Regions from separate parts of the Mus musculus genome. Here region 1 is linked to region 2. The links are chromatin contacts, called in public HiChIP or PLAC-seq maps. All regions are on one chromosome and are shown on one strand. The core of a region is the stretch at or near the end of the contact, and the rest is flanking DNA. Distances in the headings are between cores, read along the strand shown.

Region 1 (3,605 bases), core at 68-2,567, 250 kb before region 2:
TATGTGTTGACAAGCAAACACTCAACTGTTTATGCTTCAATTCAACAAAGGAAATTTTAGCATATTACTCTTGAACCTCTAAAGCAAACAAGCTCCATGGATAGGATATACTTTGTTACAACCCCCCTTAAAGTGCTTAAAAACATTTTAATCCTGAAATCCAGCATGTAAAGGGAAACCCAAAAGATCTACATATACAGTTTAACAAAACAGTTACAAAGTGAAGACTGTGCAACTATCACACGCTGGCCCAACTTGGCAGCACCATACTGGACTCAGCCTCGTAAAACTCTACACTCATTCAGCCAATAAGCAATCAACAAACATCTGCAATATGCCAGGCAGCGTGTTAGATGCACATTTGGACACTTGGCCAGTATTACTTACTAGCATGTTTGCTCAAATCACAGCTACCACAGAGTTCCTGATTGTCACTTATCTCAGTTTCAATGCAAATAAATACACAACTTATCATATGGACAAGGAACATTTTGCTCCAATAAATCTATCTGGGAGGCTTGAACTCAAGGGATATTTAAGAATATATCACTGTGGAAAGAACCACAAGAAAGGGCTTGATGGCCAGTACCACTCAGATGTGAACTTTTCTCTCTGACCTACACGAACAGTGACTGATTAACCCTTGAGGTTAGGCCTCTTCCTCCACAACAAAGGCCTCTCCACGCGGGAGCTGCTTACAACTTTCCCAAGCACCTTGCAGAGAGCTTTATTTATCACGCCAGGATTAGATCTGAAAAAAGCATTTGTTCCACTATAAAGACAGCAGAAATCCCTGGTTAGAAGACTAATGTTCTTTTAACCCGAAGAAAAACCGAACCCATGGCTCTGCCCGAAGAGAAATAGTTTTGCCTTATTAATCACTAAGTTCTCAAGTCAACTCAGTGTGTGAGAGCCTCAGAAGCAATTCAGCTGTTTCCACATCGGAAAGTTCCAACAGCACATAGTCCAGGATAATGTTAAAACAATACACACGGCAGCACCGCTTCCTTACTAGGCTCCATTTCGCTGGGAAAGGGGGAAATTTAAGCCAAAGGATAATTTACATGAAGAGTCTACAAAGGAGGATGTATGAGATGAGTCACTAGAATGTGGACAGAAAACCTCTTCTAAATTCTTTTAGGATCCATGCAATACACAGAGCAATAGTGTATATAACTTTATAAGAGCAATTATAAAGAATGATCTAGAACTTCACTCACAAATACTTTTGTTTTTATTGGTGCTGGTGATTAAAGTCAGGGCCTTGTGTGTGGCACGAACAGATACTATCACTGAGTCACACCTTTGGCCACATCTCAAGATTATTACTAATGGGATGTGTGACTTAACTATCCTAAGGGGATCTGGGAGCCTCGTAATTGTAAGCTCCTGAGTTTCTAATCTCAGCACTGGGAAACAGGAGAGGGAAGAAGGGAGGGAAGAGGAAGAGGAGGAAAAGTTGGCAGCTAATGCATTAAGAGTGGTGAAGGTTATCTATGAAAGAATACACACACACACATACACACACACACACACACACACACACACACACACACACACACGAGTCTAAAAGGTAAATATCTTTGTCATTATTCAAGCAAGTGTGAGAGTCCTAAAGTCAACAGAGAGTGCTGAGCCAACCTCAGCTGAAAAGCCTGTGAATGCTTAGAAGCCTTGGTGCTCTTCTCCCTCACGGCCACTTCCCCGCCAGCTTGCCCTCTCATTCTATTAAGAGAGTCTCTCCATTTGGAACTGTGCCCAATCCTTTTTAAGGGGAAAATTTAAATGCACATACAAAAGTAACGGTAGGGGTAGGTGGAAAAGACCGCAATCCCATCCACCTTACAGGGTAAGGCAGGGTCGGCGCCTCCTCCACAGTGAAGAGGCTTGCTTAGATTACTGGGATAGTTTCCAGGCTAACTGCTCTCCCACTCCAAGACTTCTCATCTGCTCAGTCTTCATCCCCACCTATCCTATCCCCAATCACTATCAAAATTATCTTTCACATTGTAGTAGGGCTGGTAAACTGCCTACAGAGCAAATCTGTCTATCCCCTCTTCTCTCACTATAAATAAAGCTTTATACACTACATTAGAATGCACCTGCATTCACTTATTTACATATCAACTATGGCTGCTTTGCCACACCTTATAATGTGAATTGTTCTTTTTTATCTTTTATTGAAGTCAAGTCAATACTACATAGAAGTAGTACTTTAAACAATTCAGGAGCATTTAGTACATTCATAGTAGTGATCAAATACTAGGTCTAGTTTCAGTCTCTTTACCCCCAAAGCAGTTCAGACCCACTGCCCTTTCTTCCAGTTCACACCCACTGCCCTTTCTTCCAGTTCACACCCACTGCCCTTTCTTCCAGTTCACACCCACTGTCCTTTCTTCTAGTTTATACCCACTGCCTTTTCTTTCAATTCACACCCACTGTCCTTTCTTCCAGTTCACATCCACTGCCTTTTCCTTCAGTTCCTGGGGATCGCCAATCTAGAGTTTTACAGCTATGCATTTACCTATTACAGATATTTCAAGTCAATGGGATTATACAACATGTGAAAGACAGTGTCTGGCTTCTTCTACCAAGTACAATGTTTTCATGTTCTTCTACATTGTAGAATATGCCAGCAGCTATTCCTTCCATCAGCTGAATAAATACTTCATGGTGTGGAGGAACCACATTCTGTTTATAGACAACTATGTCTACTTTGACACAACTGCAATGGCCACAGATGTGCCAGAGAGCATATGGCTGGTCCTGTCCTGTTGGCTCTGACCCTTAGCCAGAGAGTTTGCTGACCCCTAAACTGTGCTAACAAATCTTTATCTCCCAGTAGTGGTTTGGAGGATCGGTGTGTATTTTAGGCAGGTAAGTATTACCAAGTGGGTCCTTGGATGGAGAAATCTCATCCACAGACAAAGGATCTCTGGCCTTGATGAAGCGAGAAAAAAAAAAAAAGCAAAGGAATACACTGTATGAGGTATATATTCTTTTTCTCAGAAAAAATGACCCATATTTAAGAATACACACATACCTACATACACAAAACTTCTAGAATCATAAAAAATTTTACAGTTGATTTTGTATATTTCTGGACTATATGAAAGATCTTACACACTATTTTCAGCTTTTAAATGACTTTCTAATGAATGCTTGCTTTGTGACTGGCACATATTTGTGCATATTTATGAGGCCCAGAGTGATGTTTTGATTGATGTATGCACGGGGTGGTGATGTAGTAGCTGATAATCAGTCCATCCTTCCTCCACCTTCCACTGTATCCTTTCTCCATGGTGAATGCTTTTCTTCCCTTCTGCAGTATGTGACACATTATTGCTCATGTTATTAATCCTGCTGTGCCAAAGAAGCCCAAAACTACTGCTCCCCAGATTAGCCTGCAGCTGTTGCTCCACCTCTCCCCTCCCCGTGCTTCTGAATCTCTTAACTAGCATTGTCAACAGGCATTAACTACAATAAGAGAGGATTTACAATCTACTTTCCTTCTTATCAAATTTGTTTTAGGAAAAAGAAAGGTGAACATGGCAGTTCATGCCCATAATCCTAACCTGGGTGGCCGAGGCAGGAGGCCTCCTGTG
Region 2 (3,586 bases), core at 152-2,651:
TACAGATGGTTGTGAGCCACCATGTAGTTTCTAGGAATTGAACTTAGGACCTCTGGAACAACAGCCAGTGCTCTTAAACACTGAGCCATCTCTCCAGCCCCAAAACAAAACTTTTGAGTTACTTGAGGAAATAAATGTCTAGGTTGGGTTCTTGCTGCCTGTCATGTCCCTCCCTCTGCCCAAGTCACAATTGACTTCCTAAGCATTCACACAGTTGTCTCAGCATGCAGAATGACAGTGACTGCAAGAAGCCATGGACAACCAGGATGGCCCAAGGTCTACTCAGATTGGCTCATGGTATATCTTCAACAACCTTTGATTCACTCCTGTGAGAGATCCTGAGTTAAAGACCATCTTGACTGTAGTCCCAGGCAGAGCTGGCAGTGGGCAGCCTTGACTGGGCATTATACACTTTGCTGGTGCTGACGTCCTGGGAGCCCCTCCTCCTATGCAGATCTGGCTCACCATGCTGTGGGGACAGAGAGGAGACTGCTGGTGCTCTGCTCACTCTCCCCTTCTGGGACCCTAGCCCATGGAATGGTGCTACTCATATTCAGGGTGGGTCTTCCCTAGAGTCTCTAGAGACATCCTCATAGACATTGCCAGAGGTCTGTTTCTGAGGCAATGAGGTAACCTAGGAAATTATAAGGCAGAAACTAGTCAAGCAGTGTGGCTAGAGTTAACAGAAACCGGCAAGGGGCTATGAAACACCCTTGGGGTTAACAACAGCAAGACCCGTTAACCTCCCTGAACTCCAGGGATGAGGGGAGGAGTTGTCTAGCCATAGTATAGCCTAAGGGTACATCTGCTGCCCACCTGTCCAGGCAACCACAGCAACCCGATGGAAGTCTGAGGAAGTTAAGAGCCCTGGCCTCATTTTCTCCTGCCAGGCAATCTCCAGAGGCAGAGCCCCATCAATAGTCAATAGCCAGGGGAGCCCACTGCTGCCATCTCCTGGGGACACTGAGATGCAGCCAACAAAGGATCTGGTAAGGCAAATAGCGACTGTTTGAGCCTGGCCATCGTGAATTTGTGAGGTCCCCTCACAGCCCTGTCCTGGAGCAGGAACCTGGGGGTTTAGGTGGTGCCTCAGTGAGGGTTCTAATCTTCCCAGGGAAGGGCACATGTGCTAAAAATGGTTGGGAATTGTGATAGATTTATCTGTTTCTTTATGCTTTTCTACTTAGTCCACTTTAAAAGATTTTTTTTCTTTTCAATTTTGGGGCAGGAAGCAAAGACAAGAAACTAATCACCTTTGTCTTTCACAGCATGGAGCTGAGAGGTGTTTTAATCTCTTCTGCGTCTTAGAATAACCAGTCTGGGATCTGGGACAGCTACTGCTACCTAGGTCCTTTATACCATCCAGTCACTCTGTGTCCTCGGGGTTAAGTCACTCCAGGCCACCCTCGTTTTCCCCTGAGCAGCACAGCAGCAGCAGCAGCAGCAGGCAGCAGAGCATGGACACCCTCACTTTTCCCATCTGTGACACGGAATGCAAGTCTTTCCAGGGAGCCTAGCAGAGAGGAGACCTTCATGGGATCCTTCTTACGATTGTACAAGACATTGTGAATACGGTGCATGGACTCTTGCTGCTTTGTGGAATTTCTAGGAAGGTGTTGGCAAAATGTGTTTGGAGCAACAGTGCCACTTGGTGGTCACCACTCTTATTGCATAGCATATCTGTTTCCACCCCCCCCTCTTTGTTTCTACCTTGTTAACATTTCATTTATTTGTTTCATTCTGTGTATCAATATAAAGGTTGGAGACTTTCATTTACTATGCTAGTGAGATGCCCCACCATGGCAGGGTGGCAGAGTGACATCCCAGAGCCACACGTTGCATCCTGAGGGAGACGGCAAATTTGACTTATGGGTTGCTTGGGATATCCACCTATCATTTCTATTAGGTCCACCCCCCCCCCCAAGGCTCTGGGATCCCTCAATTTAAGAAAACCCTTGGCCAGCTAGCAGGGGATGGTAGAGCAAACTCACATACACAGAAGGGTCCTTTTTCCTTAGAGCTGATCTCCCTGGCTTGTTTTAGTGGAATCCTAGTGGCCTTTCCCTACTCCAGAGTCCTTGCTTTGCCAGAATGCAACCCTCAGTGACCACATGCATGCTTCTAGTGACAGCCTTTCCTTCCTCAGTCACCCAAAGGCTGGGCCTTTGTCCCCATTACAGCAGGTCCTAGTTGACTCCTCACTCAGGCTTGCAAGATAACAAAAGCAGGACAGACACCTGGCATCTATGCCTTGCTTTCACATCCATCTCCTTTGTTTGAAAACTTCGGGTCAGACTTCGGGTTAACTCAGTGTGCAGGCATGTCAGTCCCTCAAGGAATGTCCATATAAAAACTGGTGACACCTAACCAGTCTCACCCCTCTTCAAGACAGAAGGCACAGATGTTAGTTTACCCAGCAGTCAGCTCTCATAATGTCCTATTCCAGACCCTAAATGGTATTCACAGGTCTCTCTCAACATTGGCCAAACTTGCAAGTCACCATGGATCACAGGAAGAGTAGAGCCTTATGGGTAAGACACCTTATCATGAGATTACCCTCAAGCAGGAACTTTATGGGAGCTGGCATGTCCCCTTAAGCAAGAAAGGCTTCTTTCACCCGCCCCCCCCCCCAGAAACAGAACAGATACAATGATCAACCAGACACACCTAGCCAGGACTCTTTAGTTATGCAAACCTCTGCCCTTCTGCTTCACTCACCCTCAGTTTAAATCTAAAGCGCACATCGATATCCTAAAGCTAGATGGATGTGGGTTTACCAACCATTGTTCTGTTCTTCATACCACAACCACCTTGTAGTACCTCCTTTCTCCGTCCTTCACTGCTCCTCACTTTGATTCGATTTGATCAGGTGACAGCATCGTCTGTTGGGACTCTCTTGCCATAATAACACACTGTTGGCCTGGAGTTTACAAAGCAGAGCCTGTAAGGGAACAGGTAGGGACTCTGGCCAAGCTCTGAATAGGCCCCGAGGCTCTGTCTCTGTCTCTGTCTCTGTCTCTGTCTCTGTCTCTATCTCTGTCTCTGATCCTCCCTGTCCTCATGCTGCCACACTCATATTCTGACTGCCACTGCTGTGGCCTCTCCCCAACCTCCCACAGTGCTTTTGACAATCAAACCCACAAAAATAAAGTTAACTTGCTGATACGTTCCTAAATTCAAACCCCACATTATCCCTTCTGTGAGGCTGGAGGACTTGACCATCCCAGGTTTTGGGACTCCTGGGTGATCACAAAAGGTTAGATAGCTTATTGCTTTTTAAAGACCTATTTTAATTTTATTTTATTATGTGGCTATTCCTGTCTGCATGTTGGTATGTGTATGTGAGTGCAGGTGCCTGTAGAGCCAGAGGAGTCAGACCCTACAGAGCTGGAGTTACAGGCTCTTGTGAGCTGCCCAGCATGAGTCCTGGGAATCAAGTCCTTTGCAAGAGTGGTAAGCATTCTTGACTCTCTCTCTCTATCCCACATTTTTTACTTTTTAAAAGATTTATTTTATTTTCTGTGTATGAGTGAGTCTTAGTCAGGGTTTCTATTCCTGGACAAAACATCATGACCAAGAAGCGAGT

What was found. HiChIP or PLAC-seq counts read pairs in DNA pulled down with a chosen protein or histone mark.
Region 1: an HNF4G HiChIP or PLAC-seq map of pancreatic cancer cells shows a contact between it and region 2. The contact joins two enhancer-like sites. A contact is called at or near these places in 1 of 484 Hi-C or Micro-C datasets (the HL-1 cell line) and 1 of 115 datasets of contacts at active chromatin or transcription factors (pancreatic cancer cells).

Annotation. Positions count from the first base shown.
Region 1 is chr11:68,070,078-68,073,682 of GRCm38.p6, reverse strand. The region is part of intron 6 of Stx8 (syntaxin 8); the gene reads right to left. Among named protein-coding and RNA genes, the nearest start is that of Stx8, 110 kb to the right of the region's middle. Within about 2 kb of position 1,317, at least 21 of the 459 cell types and tissues checked have an H3K27ac peak or open chromatin away from gene starts, as enhancers often do. A contact at or near this core is called in pancreatic cancer cells, where this site is marked.
Region 2 is chr11:67,817,741-67,821,326 of GRCm38.p6, reverse strand. It overlaps Gm40032 (a long non-coding RNA gene), which reads left to right. Exons shown (of 3, transcript XR_879959.2): 3 at 3,352-3,445. Among named protein-coding and RNA genes, the nearest start is that of Dhrs7c, 21 kb to the right of the region's middle. Within about 2 kb of position 1,401, at least 20 of the 459 cell types and tissues checked have an H3K27ac peak or open chromatin away from gene starts, as enhancers often do. A contact at or near this core is called in pancreatic cancer cells, where this site is marked.